Linked DNA regions of Capra hircus: region 2 is linked to region 1. The links are chromatin contacts, called in public Hi-C maps. All regions are on one chromosome and are shown on one strand. Each heading gives the region's core, a stretch centred on a gene start, on an enhancer-like site or on the middle of the called end of the contact. The rest is flanking DNA. Distances are from core to core; before and after follow the strand shown. Region 1 has its middle 17 kb from the start of MKI67. Region 2 overlaps MKI67 (antigen KI-67).

Region 1 (7,133 bases), core at 482-2,981:
AGTGAGAAGCCAGCACATTATAACTAGAAAGTAGCCCCCACTCACCACAACCACAGAAAAGCAACGATGACCCAGCACAACCCAAAATAAATACATACATAAAATTATTTTTAAAAAACACAGTTTATTAAAAAAAATAAAATAAACCAGTGGAGGTGAGAGGTGGAAGTGTCCTGGGGATATGGATGAACGCAGATGCCCGTGTACATCAACTATTGAAGCTGGGTGACAGGTACATGGGGGTTTGTCACGTTACACTTATTGCCTCTGTAAGTTTAAACTTTTCCAGGAGAAAAAGTTTTAAAAGTGAAGCGTAAGAATATCAGGAAGCATTTCATGGGTGGGCCTGGGGTTCTCTGGCAGGGGTGGGGATGGGGGTAGAACAGGCAAGGCAGAGATGCCAAAGAGACAGGGGAACCCAAGTGTGTTAAGTCTTAAGGGACCAGTTAAGACCCATGGCCTTCCTGACCAGGTAATTACTGGGCTCTGGGTGGGGTCCTGGAGCTGCCTCCCACAGCCAGATGGGCCACATGACAAGCCTATGCCTTAAAGAAGTTTCTATTACAATTTTTAAAGTACAGTTCAGTTCAGTCTCTCAGTCATGTCCGAAATGCTAGAAATTACCGATAGTTCAGTTCAGTCACTCAGTCGTGTCCAACTCCTTGCGACCCCATGGACTGCAGCACACCAGGCCTCCCTGTCCATCGCCAACTCCCAGAGTTTACTCAAACTCATGTCCATTGAGTCGGTGATGCCATCCAACCATCTTATCCTGTGTTGTCCCCTTCTCCTTCTGCCTTCAATCTTTCCCAGCATCAGGGGTTTTTCCAATAAGTCAGTTCTTTGCATCAGGTGGCCAAAGGACTGGAGCTTCAGCTTCAGCATCAGTCCTTCCAATGAATATTCAGGACTGATCTCCTTTAAGATGGACTGGTTGGATCTCCTTGCAGTCCAAGGGACTCTCAAGAGTCTTCTCCAACAGCACAGTTCAAAAGCATCAGTTCTTCAGCACCTAGCTTTCTTTACAGTCCAACTCTCACATCCATACAGGACTACTGCACTTAAGTAAGTAATTACTGTACTTAAGAAATTTTTTTACTTAAAAAATACTTTACTTGAAAAAAAGACTTCTGTACTTAAATAACCAATTACTGTACTTAAAAAAGTTTTTTTTACTTAGAAAAAGTACTTTACTTGAAAAAAATACTACTGTACTTAAGTAAGCAATTACTGTACTTTAAAAAATTCTGTGAAAAATTTTGAAGTACAGTAATTGCTAGCATTTCAAGGAAAAATCTAGCCTTGGGGCATTTCTTGAAAGCCAAAAAGAAAAAAGAAAAACCGAATCAGGCCACCCGTATCAGGCCCAGCCGGCTCCCGACTTCTGGAGCCAGGGGCCTGAGCGACCCTGGCCCCGAGCATCCTGGCCGCCCCCTCGGCTGGTGGAGCCCGGAAGCTGGGAGGACCAGCCCGCGCGGCGCCCCGAGCGCCATGGGCGGGGCCGCAGCGCCACCTGGCGACCAAGCGGGGCCACTGCGCCTTCAGGTAGAGATGCCGGTCTGGGCGCTGGCGCAGCTGCAGCCCTGCGGAGCTGGGACACGCACGGGGCGCGTCTGTGCCACTCCGCGGGGAAGACAGCTCCACGTCTCCGCGTTTGTGCCTGAGGTCATTGCACGTCTCGGAGCTGTGCTGGTACGGGGATGGGGCGGGGTGGGGGGCGCTGTAGACACGGCTGCCTTGTGCCAACGCGCGCGGGGTTGCCCTGTATCTCGCCCGGCAGGGAGGGGCCTGGAGACCGGCAGGTCCTGTCCGCTGGGTTTCCTGGAATCACGGGTCCTCCTCCAAAGCAAACCCAAACTGAGTGCTGCCGGAGTAAGACTGATCCAGATAAAAACCGTCATCGACGGGAGAACTCTGAACGCCGTTAGGTGCCAGTCTGTTCCGAAATACTATGGGAGAAATGCCTTTGGCAGTCTCCTGAAGACTTTGCATCATTACTGCAGTAATTCTTTTGAATAATTTGCCACTGCTGTAATGATACATTATCGTCTGAAAATTTTGACCTTTTCTTAAAAAACAGTTTGGAAACTGTAGACATACCTGCCCAATCCTGTTTTAGGCATGTATGAAGTGTCTACTGAATGCCAGGCAGTGTGTTAAAAGGGCAAATATGATGGTCTGTGTTGCAAAAAGGCACCCGGTCTGCAGGGGATAGTTACCCGAGAGACCATGAATGGGGTGTGATGGGCTTAACGAGCTATAGCGGAGCCTGTGCGTTATTCAGAGGGTTGGGCTAGTGCGCCATCTAGAGAAAGATCTCGGTAGTCAGCAGTGCTGCGCTCAGTCGCTCAGGCCTGTTCGGCTCTTTGCCATCCCGTGGACTGCAGTCGGCCAGGATTCCCTGGCCATGGGGATTCTCCAGGCAAGAACAGTGGAGTGAGTTGCTGTGTCCTCCTCCAGGGGATCTTCACAACCCAGGTATCAAACCCAGGTCTCCTGCACTGCAGATGGATTCTTTACCAACTGAGCCACGAGGGAAGCCCTAGAATACTGCAGTGGCTGACCTATCCCTTCTCCAGAGAACTTTCCTGACCCAGGAATCGAATCAGGGCCTCCTGCATTGCAGGCAGATTCTTCATCAGCGGAGCTACCAGGGAAGCTCAGTCCGACAGCAGTAACCACCGCAAAGACGTCAAGAGGTTATGTGTACAAGAAGGAGCCCGGTTCCGGTTAACTTCCATGTCTGTGCAGCTGGGAATGTTCTCCAGGTAAACGTTGCAGAGAGACTGAACTGAGAGAAGTGTGCAGGATGTTAGAATCTGTCGTCCTGAGCTTACTGCCTGGAGCTCTGAATTAGTTAACATGATTGCAATTTTTATCAAGGGCCTGTTCTGTGTCAGACCTCTGCTCAGCACAGCAGGCTTCTCAGCGTCCTAGAAACTATGGTTATTACCGCCAGGGGCAGGACTGTGTGAGATCCTGGGGTGCAAAATGTAAGGAAGTGTTTGTGTTACCCAAAGCAAGTTCTTGTGCTCAGTGCACAGTGAGGCCAAACAAACCATCAGAGTTTGGAGCAGAGAAAGGTTTACTGCAGGTCTAGGCAAGGAGACAGGTGGCTCATGCCCCAAAGCCCTATCCTGAATGCACAGCCTGACGGGTGAAAATGTTTCCAAAATTCAGCCTCTGTACACTGCTGATTGATTAAATCTCGGAGACAGTTTTGGTTCAAGTGGGGCTTCCTCAGTGGCTCAGCAGTAAAGAATCTGCCTACAATGCAGGAGACACAGACAGGAGATGCAGGTTCCATCCCTGAATCGGGAAGATCCCCTGGAGAAAGGAAGTGGCAACCACTCCCAGATTCCTGCCTGGGAAATCCCAATCCATGGGGTCGCCAAAGAGTTGGACTCAGGATTCAACAACAACCACAACAGCAGAAAGAAAGAGATTTATTGCTTTGCCAGGCAAAGAGGGCCACAGCAGGACAGTGCCCTCAAAACTGTATGACCACCCCGAAACAGGTACTGCGGAGTCTTACAGTGATCAAAGGGCAGGCTGTGGTCACTTCATGGACAGTCTTCTGATTGGCTGGTGGTGAGGTAATTGGGAGTCAGCATCATCAACCTTCTGGTTCCACCCAGTGTGGGGTCTATACGTTTATGGGCAGCACATAGTTAACTTCCCCCACATGGTGGGGGTTTCTGTATCTGCTAAACAGCTCCAAAGACAATGAATGGCTCAGAATGTTACCTATAACCCTTGAGGAGGAGCTCAGACTCCTTCAGTTCAGTTCAGTTCAGCCGCTCAGTCGTGTCTGACTCTTTGCAACCCCATGGACTGCAGCACACCAGGCCTCCCTGTCCATCACCAACGCCTGGAGTTTACTCAAACTCATGTCCATTGACTTGGTGATGCCATCCAACCATCTCATCCTCTGTCATCCCCTTCTTCTCCAACCTTCAATCATACCCAGCATCAGGGTCTTTTCCAGTGAGTCAGCTCTTTGTATCAGGTGGCCAAAGTATTGGAGTTTCAGCTTTAGCATCAGTCTTTCCAATGAATATTTGGGACTGATTTCCTTTACAATGGACTGGTTTGATCTCCTTGCAGTCCAAGGGACTCTCAAGAGTCTTCTTCAACACCAAAGTTTAAAAGCATCATCAATTCTTCAGCGCTCAGCTTTCTTTATAGTCCAACTCTCACACCTTGACTGTGTTTAATGGCTAAAATATTGTTCTTTTGCCTTGCTTGGCTCTTTTCCTTTCTTTCAGCATTTTCTCACTTCTCTGATTATATTTATTCTTTGACTAAAGGTTTTTAAACAAACAAAAAGGCAGGCAGAGGGCATGGGTGGGCATCTATTCTGGGCAGGCCTCCTAGGGTCCTGCTCCGTTACAGAGACTTCCGGAGTCGACATGGACTGGCCTGGTCATGGAGAGCAGCCCTGCTCTGTGGGGAACCGGCCCCCACCCTTTGCTCACTCCTCCACTGAGACCACACCTGCCTCTTGGCACTTGTCACAGACTGAAGCTCTAATTCACATTATCATTTGATACAAATAGTGATGCCAATTGTGTTGGAAGTCAGGGCGGGGTCTCCCATCTGTTGTGAGTCAGGCAGGACGGTCCCTGGTTTCCTGTGCTATCTCATTATCCTTTGTGACAATCTGGTGGGGGAAGAATCATCTCTATTTGGGAGAAATATGTGGTAGATGTATACAATAGAATATTACTCAGCTAGAACAAAGAGGGAGTACCTCAAGGCTGCATATTGTCACCCTACTTACTTAACTTATATGCAGAGTACATCATGAGAAACGCTGGGCTGGAGGAAGCACAAGCTGGAATCAAGATTGCCAGGAGAAATATCAATAAACTCAGATATGCAGATGACACCACCCTTATGGCAGAAAGTGAAGAAGAACTAAAGAGCCTCTTGATGAAAGTGAAAGAGGAGCGTGAAAAAGTTGGCTTAAAGCTCAACATTCAGAAAACGAAGATCACAGCATCCGGTCCCATCACTTCATGGCAAATAGATGGGGAAACAGTGGAAACAGTGGCTAACTTTATTTTTCTGGGCTCCAAAATCACTGCAGATGGTGATTGCAGCCATGAAATTAAAAGACTCTTACTCCTTGGAAGGAAAGTTATGACCAACCTAGACAGCATATTAAAAATCAGAGACACTACTTTGTCAACAAAGGTCCATCCAGTCAAGGCTATGGTTTTTCCAGTGGTCATGTATGCATGTGAGAGTTGGACTATAAAGAAAGCTGAGCGCTGAAGAATTGATGCTTTTGAACTGTGCTGTTGGAGAAGACTCTTGAAAGTCCCTTGGACTGTAAGGAGATCCAATCAGTCCATCCTAAAGGAGATCAGTCCTGGGTGTTCATTGGAAGGACTGATGTTGAAGTTGAAACTCCAGTCCTTTGGCCACCTGATACAAAGAGCTGACTCATTTGAAAAGACCCTGATGCTGGGAAAGATTGAGGGCAGGAGGAGAAGGGGACAACAGAGGATGAGATGGTTGGATGGCATCACCGACACAATGGACATGGGTTTGGGTGGACTCCGGGGGTTGGTGATGGCCAGGGAGGCCTGGTGTGCTGCGGTTCATGGGGTCACAAAGAGTCGGACACGACTGAGTGACTGAACTGAACTGAACTGAATTGGTGGTAAAAGTAGAGTCTGGCCATAAAGAACAATATTGCATAGGAACCTAGAATGTTAGGTCTATGAATCAAGGTAAAGTGGAAGTGGATAGGAATGGGTGACTTTAATTCAGATGACCATTTTATCTACTGCTGTGGGCAGGAATCCCTTGGAAGAAATGGAATAGCTCTCATAGTCAACAAAAGACCCCAAAATGCAGTACTTGTGTGCAATCTCAAAAATGACAGAATGATCTCGGCTTGTCTTTAAGGCAAACCATCTAATATCACAGTAATCCAAGTCTGTTTCCCAACCACTAACACTGAAGAAGCTGAAGTTGAACAGTTCTATGAAGACATACAAGACCTCCTAGAACTAACAACAAGAGAAGGTGTTCTTTTCATCATAGGGGACTGGAATGCATAAGTAGGAAGGTAAGAGACACCTGGAGTAATAGACAAATTTGGCCTTGGAGTATAAAATGAAACAGGGCAAAGGCTAACAGGGTTTTGCCAAGAGAGCACACTGGTCATAGCAAACACTGTCTTCCAACAACACGAGAGATGACCCTACACATAGACAGATGGTCAGTACCCAAATCAAACTGATTACATTATTTTTTAGCTGAAGATGGAGAAGCTCTATACAGTCAGCAAAAACAAGACTGGGAGCTGACTGTGGCTCAGATCATGAACTACTTCTTGCAAAATTCAGACTTAGATTGAAGAACGTGGGGAAAACCACTAAGCCATTCAGATACGACCTAAATCAAATCCCTTGTGCTTGTACAATGAAAGTGACAAGTAGATTCAAGGGATTAGATCTGGTAGACAGAGTGCCTGAAGAGCTATGGGCAGAGGTTCATAACATTGGATAGGATGGTGGTTTAGTCACCAAGTTGTGTCTGACTCTTGCAACCCCATGGACTGTAGCCCGCCAGGCTCCTCTGTCCATGGAATTCTCCAGGCAAGAATACTGGAGTGGGTTGCCATTTCCTTCTCCAGTTGTATAGGAGGTGCTGATCAAAACAATCCCCAAGAAAAAGAAATGCAAAAAAGGCACACTGATTGTCTGAGGAGGCCTTACAAATAGCTGAGAAAGTAAAAGAAGAGAAAGGCAAAGAAGAAAAGGAAAGTTATATCCATCTGAATGCAGAGTTCCAAAGAATAACAAGGAGGGATAAGAAAGACTTCTTCAGTGAGCAATGCAAATAAATGGAAGAAAACAATAGAATGGGAAAGACTAGAGATCTCTTCAAGAAAATTAGAGATACCAAGGAAATACGTCATGCAAAAATGAACACAAGAAAGGGTAGAAATGGTGTGAACCTAAAGCAGAAGAGATTAAGAAGAGATGGCAAGAATTCACAGAAGAACTGTACAAAAAATTCTTAATGACCCAGATAACTGCAGTGGTGTGATCACTCACCTAGAGCCAGACATCCTGGAATGCCAAGTCAAGTGGGCCTTAGGAAGCATCACTATG
Region 2 (7,739 bases), core at 4,334-6,833, 45 kb before region 1:
GTGCAGCACCCTGCTCCCTCCACAATCATGGCAGCACTTGCCTCCCCGGGGGGCTCAGTCACCAGCCTCTGGGCCCCTGCCATCATCCCGCGGCTCTGATTCCAGCCTCGGTGGGCGCTCCAGGACTCCGCATCCTGTCTGCCTTGCCCTGAAAGCTGGCACCTCCTCCCCTTGGGTCAAAGAAAGTCCGTTGTACATAACTGAACAGCGCCATGCTGGGAAAGTCGTTTTTCCTTTGACGTGTTTCTCTGTTGCATGCGGTTGCATTCAAAGGCCAAATAGCGATCAGAAGACGACCCGTTCTGATCTCCTTGCTTTATCGGTCACTGTGTGACTCGCTTTACAGTCTCTCTCATGTGCTTTACGAGTGAAGAATGCGCACCAGTGTTTTAAAAGGTATTTTTATGTATTTTTTAAAACTTTTTAAAATGAGCCTGATGCCTCTGTTTCAGCATTTGGAGACATGCCTTTTTTTAAAAAATGTATGATTACTGATATTTCTGTTGTGTTTAACTAAGTTGTGTTTAATTTATGTGCAATCTTTATAATATATGTATGTACTCTGGTTTCAACTATCATTTCTTTTTGTTTTATTCCATTTACCATTTGATCTTGCTCTGATTCCAGTGCCAGTGAATGTTGCTGAATTTGTATATGCAAATTGCAAGATCCAAAATATTCTGTTGCAAGGATAAATCTTTACTTTGACTTCCAGCCTGCGTCTCTTTCTTCAGTGAAGTCTCCTAATCTTATTCCTATGCCTTAAATCCTTCTAGACAAGACATTCATTAGGAGGTAAGCCTGGATTTATGTAGACAGTTTCAGGACTTGTAAAATCTAACTCAGAAGTGGCACAGATGTGTGTGGGCGTGGTGGCTAATGCACTGGCCTTCAGAAGCCCTGGGTGGTTCGTGAAGCCTGGATTATAACCGCCTTACGGAGGGCGACCCTCCCAGAGTCCAGACAGAAGCTCTGAACAGTGGTTTCTCAGAATACAAGGAAGGTGACCGAATGCTCCACGCCCACTGCCAGGTGGGATCAGAAAGCCTTTCCAACACTGCTTCTCCTCCTGAAACCTCGACTCCTGTTAGGCCTTCCTTTCCACATCTGTGTCTGGGGATCCCAGCTCACTCTCTTTTCACACCAGCTTCCTCTTTCAGATATTCTGGGCCTCATGTGGAAATTGAAGCATATGCTTTTTATTATTGGTTGCATTTATTTAATAAATTTTATAAGCTTTGTTATATTTGTTAAAATGGATCATCTGAAAACCTTTATTCCTCTTCATCTGAAAAAAATTACCTGCAATGAATGCTGTTTGCTCCTATGAACCCTCTAGCTATTGGGTTTGCCTTAGGGGTCTGTGGGTTTCCCAGGTGATGCTAGTGATAAAAGAACCCACTGGCCAGTGCAGGAGACATGAGAAGTGGGTTCGATCCCTGGGTTGGGAAGATCCCCTGGAGAAGGAAATGGCAACCCACTCCAGTATTCTTGCCTGGAGAATCCCATGGACAGACGAGCCTGGCAGCCTGCAGTCCATGGGGTTGCAGAGTTGGACAGGACTGAACGTGCACGTATGGATCTGTCTGCATGTCTGTTAAATAAGGGGCGGCTCACTTCTGCTCTCGGTGTGGAGGGGGCTCTCTCCCCCGTAAGTATAAGAGAGCAGGAGAGTGGGAGGCGCAGATGCAGCCTGAGGCAGGCAACAGCGGGGAGAGGGGCAAGGAGGAGTTTTGGAGGAGGGTCCGTGAGGACAGGAACCAGCAGCCGCAGCCAACTGGGGACCAACAGACTTGACCACCTGGAGGGGTGCACAGACTCAGCAGGGTGTGAGGGGCTGAGAGGGAACAAACCCCAGGCCTGCCTCAGAGAAGCCCATTGTCAAATAGAAACACACCAACGCACCCCCTGTGATAACAGATCCCAGGATGGGCCAGCAGGTGAGCCGATGGCCAGGGGAGGTCAGCACCTGGCTGGGACTGGATGGTGCAGGTTAGGGGCGTGACTTTTAGCAGGCTCTGGCTTTTCCAATAATTGAAGACCATCTACGGTGTGGATGGTCCCCATCACTAACCATGCCTTTCGAGCTCTTGTCAAGCTGAGGCAAAAGAAGAAAACCATGCCTCGATCAGTTTGCATTTCCCTAACTTCTAGTGGGCTGAGAATCTTTTCACATTTATTTGTATTTCATCTCTGAATCACCAATTTGTATTTTTTATCCATCTTCCTAATCGAGTCATTTGACTTTGCCTTATTATTTTGTTAGTCGCTCAGCCATGTCCAACTCTTTGTGACCCCATGGACTGTAGCCTGCCAGACTCCTCTGTCCATAGGATTCTCCAGGCAAGAATACTGGAGTGGGTTGCCATTCCCTTCTCCAAATTCATTTATAGTAATTCTGTTTAAAACATGGATAGTGACCCTTTGTTATTCATGTTACAGCCAACCCACCATAGGCTCCTACCCCTGGGACTTGCCCGCAAGTTCACTCCCAGAATCTGGTTGTGTCAGGGTGGCCAACCTCTGGCAAGCACGGTCATTTGCTGATTCTGCAGCCTGAACCAAATCCCTGTCCTGGAGTCCAGACAAGGAGGACAAGGCCTGGGTGGTGGGGAGTCCCCGCCCCCAAATACCAGGGCTGTTCCTGCAGGACCCAGCGGGCCTCCTGGCTGGGGGTAGGGTGGAGGGAGTTCCTGTCTGGCTATGGCAGTTGTGGAAATGCAGGCAGAAGGCTGGGAGCTGGCCCTCTGCCCCACCCCTTTCTGCCACTCACTGTCTCCATTTGGTATGATTTTCTTTCCCCCTTCCTCCCTTTAATAAAAATACTGAGTTTTAACATCATTTCATCTCAGACACTTCCTGCACCTGATCATCAGGGTAGACTCGTCAGTCTGCAGTCTGACCCTGGATGGACAAAGCTTCGTCCTAGAGGGGGTCACCTAGCTACCACTGTGCTCTGTTCCACCAGGAAGTACAGCATGACTCTGGGCCATGAAACGGGGGGCCAACCTCGCCCAGGAAACCAGGGTAGGGGAGAGAGGCTTCTTGGAGGGAGTCTCACTGGAGCTGAGCTCAGGGCTGAAGGGAAGCAGGAGTGGGGGAGAGCAGGGTGTGTGTGAGTGTGAGCATGAGTGTATGTGTGAATGAATGGGTGTGTATCCGTGTACACGTATGTGGGAATGAGTGGGTATGGATCCATGCGTATTTGTGTATGTGTGAATGAATGGGTGTGTATCCGTGTACACGTATGTGGGAATGAGTGGGTATGGATCCATGCGTATTTGTGTATGTGTGTGAATGAATGGGTGTGTATCCGTGTACACGTATGTGGGAATGAGTGGGTATGGATCCATGCGTATTTGTGTATGTGTGAATGAATGGGTGTGTATCCGTGTACACGTATGTGGGAATGAGTGGGTATGGATCCATGCGTATTTGTGTATGTGTGTGAATGAATGGGTGTGTATCCGTGTACACGCATGTGTGAATGAGTGGGTATGGATCCATGCGTATTTGTGTATGTGTGAATGAATGGGTGTGTATCCGTGTACACGTATGTGGGAATGAGTGGGTATGGATCCATGCGTATTTGTGTATGTGTGTGAATGAATGGGTGTGTATCCGTGTACACGTATGTGGGAATGAGTGGGTATGGATCCATGCGTATTTGTGTATGTGTGAGTGAATGGGTGTGTATCCATGTACACGTATGTGGGAATGAGTGGGTATGGATCCATGCGTATTTGTGTATGTGTGAATGAATGGGTGTGTATCCGTGTACACGTATGTGGGAATGAGTGGGTATGGATCCATGCGTATTTGTGTATGTGTGTGAATGAATGGGTGTGTATCCGTGTACACGTATGTGGGAATGAGTGGGTATGGATCCATGCGTATTTGTGTATGTGTGTGAATGAATGGGTGTGTGCCTGTGTGTACATGCATGCATGTGAACATTCTACGTGTGTGTATGAGCATATGCAATACTGTGTATCCGTGCATATGTATGTGAATGAATGGGTGTGTACGTATATGCATGTGTACATGTAGGCATGTGTGAGCATATGTAAGAAACCTTCCATATTCGTGTGTATGTATGCGTGTGTATGAATGAATGGGTGTATGTGTGTGTACATGTTCATGTATGCATGCGTGAATACTACAGGTCTGGGGTAGAGTCTTAACTAAGGAAGGCAGGAGATGACTGGTAGAAAATTAAAGCAGAAAGTCACGTCATGGAAAACTTGGAGATAAAGTAAAACTAGCTTCCATTTAATGAGAGCTTTCCATCAGGGGATGCTACTTTCTTGGAATCTGAGGCTCAGAGAAGTTACCAAATCACACAGCAAGTAGATGTTTATTTCTCGTACCCCATTCTCAAGCACACAATTAGCCTTGCTAAATAGTAATGGTTAATATTTCTATCTGATGCTTCCTCCCCCCAAAATGCTAAGGATGTGTCCTGTGGATGTGCATTTTTTAAAACATGTTTGTGACCTTCTCTAATTCAGCACCTACAACCATATAAAATAAAACCACCCTTCTTTTTAAAATTAATTTATTTTACAATATTGTATCGGTTTCGCCATACATTGACTTGAATCTGCCATGGGTGTACATGTGTTCCCCATCCTGACCCATATATATGCGTTAGTATACTGTATTGGTGTTTTTCTTTCTGGCTTACTTCACTCTGTATAATAGGCTCCAGTTTCATCCACCTCATTAGAACTGATTCAGATGTATTTTTTAATGGCTGAGCAATACTCCATTGTGTATATGTACCACAGCTTTCTTATCCATTCATCTGCTGATGGACATCTAGGTTGGTTCCATGTCCTGGCTATTATAAACAGTGCTGCGATGAACATTGGGGTACACGTGTCTCTTTCAATTCTGGTTTCCTCGGTGTGTATGCCCAGCAGTGGGACTGCTGGGTCATATGGCAGTTCTATTTCCAGTTTTTTAAGGAAAAAATCACCCTTTTTATGCTCTTGAAATACTTTGCTAAAGAAAGCAAGAAAATGTACTGATATATTTCAGTGAGATTTTGGGTTAGAAATGAACCCTAATAGCTTTTTAATTAATTTTTACCCCATTCCCCAGGAACACAGCTAATTGAAATTTTCTATATGTGAGGTTCATAATTATGGCTAAATCTGAAGTGCTGGCAGAACAACTGAATCATAGGAAATTCCTGTTTCCTTGAATTTTGTCTGAGTGACACACTGATGACTCACACGTTCAGAAGGCCTTTTCTAAGGAGGCTCGCACTTCCTCAAACACCATCCCTTCTGCTCGTCGGAACCCCACTCTTTGCGGCCCCACTTGACGATGACCTCCGATTTCAGGCAACGCCGTCTAAATAGCTGTATTAATAAGGCAGCCAAAAGAGCAAAAACAAATACCCCTGACCGAGACAGACGTGCCTGGATTCAAGCATTTGTTCAAACGCATTTATTGTGATGTGGACCTTGCTCCACGCCAGACCAGGGGGGAAACACAAGAGCCGACGGAGGCAGGGGTGACAGCTCCCGTGTCCGGGCACAGTGACGTCCCGGCCTCCAGCCTCACCTCCTCCAGGCAGCGCAGGCGGGCGGGGAGGCCTCCACACGGGTGCCTGGAGGGGGCGGGGTGCTTGTGTCCGACCCGGGGAACACGGAGGAGCCTGAGGACGGAGCGAAACAGCAGTGAGACGGGCGGCTCTGAAACCAGAGGGCGGACGTCCAGGCGAAAAACGAGATGCGACAGCCTCTTTCCGAGTGGGAGGCGCGTCTGGGCTTGCGGTGCTTCCCATCCGAGGTGAAGGCGCCAGGCCAGGCCAGCAGGTGTGGGCAGAGAAAGCCCAGGCGAGCGGAGACTCGGAGAACGGGACCCGAGGGCGCCGAGCGCCGCCGCAGCGCGGACTCAGGCAGGTGGGCAGACGCCCTCGGGCGGAAGCAGTCCTGGTTCAGACTCTCCACGTGAAACAGGCAAGCGGGCAGGCTTCCCTCGAGCAAAGCGCCGCGCTGCCCCGCAGATGGCGTCGCAGACCAGCCTCGGAATCACAGGTCTCTCGCCTCCGAGGCCAGGGCAGTGAGCGGAGGGCTGTCCTGTGCAGATGGCCCGCAGCCCGAGCGCCTGGACCCGCGGTCTCCCCGGGGTGAAGGCGGACACCCTAACTTTCATTTTTCTCGTCCTCTGCCCATTCATTTCTGCGTCCTGAGTGCCTGCCGGGCGCTAGAGAGAAGCCCCTGCCTTTCACATTTGCATGAGGACGTTCGTACACAAAGGACACAGACACACACACACAGAAGCATTTACAGCAGCGTGGCGAGTGCTGGAGCCCACGGCCAACGGGGATCGGCCGCGGCAGTCACAAACCCGGGGCTTCTATCACCGAGATGAAGGCCACGCCTTGGCAAACTCCCCCCACCCCCGCACCCCCTACTCAAGTTTTAACTTTTTTTACTAATTTAGGAGACTCAGCAGTCTCCTTCATAATCTCCATGTGGGGGCTTTTGAATAAACTCTTGAGTTAGAAAATTCGAAGCCTTCTTCCCTTAAACCCCCACCCCACCCCACCCCCAACAGCATTATTTACAGAATTCACTTTAAAAACTTATGGAAAATATTGTACTACAACTTATCACTAAATTCATTACGGCCCCACCACCACCCCACTTTAAACTTTTTAGCTATATATCTTCAGGGTCTCGACGACTTCTGGTTCTTATTTTCTTGACACACACATTGTCACTTTCCTGTTTGGGAAGAAAAATATCTCTTAAGTCATTTGAAAGAACAGTTTGTGTAACCAACTCTACTCTGCAAAAACCCGAATCCTTACAGGGTGCAACGCAGGCCTTTAGTTCCAGAAAACTAGTCTTGAGGTTGGAAATGAGCTTTAAAATACAGACTGTAAAAGCTGCCTTAAACTCTTTTTACTATGTAAATCTTTAAAGTTAAATATTGTGTCTTGACAGAAAGGTTGGTAAGCTATTTTTAAGTTATAAATACATCATAAAGAAGAAAAAAGAAATTTCCACATACGTTTTTCACTGATTTTTATAAATACCACTCAGAAAAAGTGAATTCAAATGTGTAATCAGGCTGAACCCTTTTGGACCTTCTAAACAACTGGTGTGTCCAAAGGGGACATCACTCAGTGCTAGCTGAGTGTGAGCAGAGACCACTCTTGGGTTGCTGTCTTTGGAAAGGGGAAAGGATACCAGGCTGCCTCCAAATGGGAACTGTTCATGGGACTGTTTGCCTACGGACACCCCACCGCTCTGTGTCCCAGCTTTCTGAGGGGACACCTTTGAAATCAAGCATTACTTTTTGGGAAGCTTGTTCAGTCTCTAACCACACACTGAAGGCAGTGCCTGGACCCTTAGTACAGGGTATGCAGTGAGCACTCAGAAAGTACTAACTGGATAAATCCCCTGAAAGAAGACGTCATTATGTGAATTTACTATTCAAAGTGGAATTCCCAAGCCACATCCACCTGAATATGGTTTAGATGCCTGCTTCTCCTGGTAGTTTAACTGGGAGTCGGCAGCGTATTATCCCATTTGCTGTGTCTGCTCTCGCAATGTGGGGTAAAACCTCTCCTGACATAGTCTCTAGGCTTAATAAAAGAACAGGAGATTACTAGCCTTTTGAAGACTGTGGGCACATCTCTTGGCACTCCGGGTCACTCTCTGTTCCGATGCACTCTCTGAAGGGTTTCCTCGAGGGCGGACGCTAACCTTTCTGGA

What was found. Hi-C and Micro-C count contacts between places; a contact is called where the count stands out from the background.
Region 2: a Hi-C map of blood shows a contact between it and region 1, with 3 times the contacts expected there. The contact joins two enhancer-like sites. A contact is called at or near these places in 3 of 5 Hi-C or Micro-C datasets (blood and liver).

The regions. Positions count from the first base shown.
Region 1 is chr26:4,490,284-4,497,416 of ARS1.2, reverse strand. No RefSeq gene overlaps it. Among named protein-coding and RNA genes, the nearest start is that of MKI67, 17 kb to the left of the region's middle. Within about 2 kb of position 1,731, at least 1 of the 5 cell types and tissues checked has an H3K27ac peak or open chromatin away from gene starts, as enhancers often do.
Region 2 is chr26:4,538,160-4,545,898 of ARS1.2, reverse strand. MKI67 (antigen KI-67) reads right to left here. Exons shown (of 15, transcript XM_018041459.1): 14 at 7,638-7,739; 15 at 5,438-6,743. The coding sequence ends at 6,678. It overlaps PTPRE (receptor-type tyrosine-protein phosphatase epsilon), which reads left to right. Exons shown (of 21, transcript XM_018041550.1): 21 at 1-714. Among named protein-coding and RNA genes, the nearest start is that of MKI67, 31 kb to the right of the region's middle. Within about 2 kb of position 5,583, at least 1 of the 5 cell types and tissues checked has an H3K27ac peak or open chromatin away from gene starts, as enhancers often do.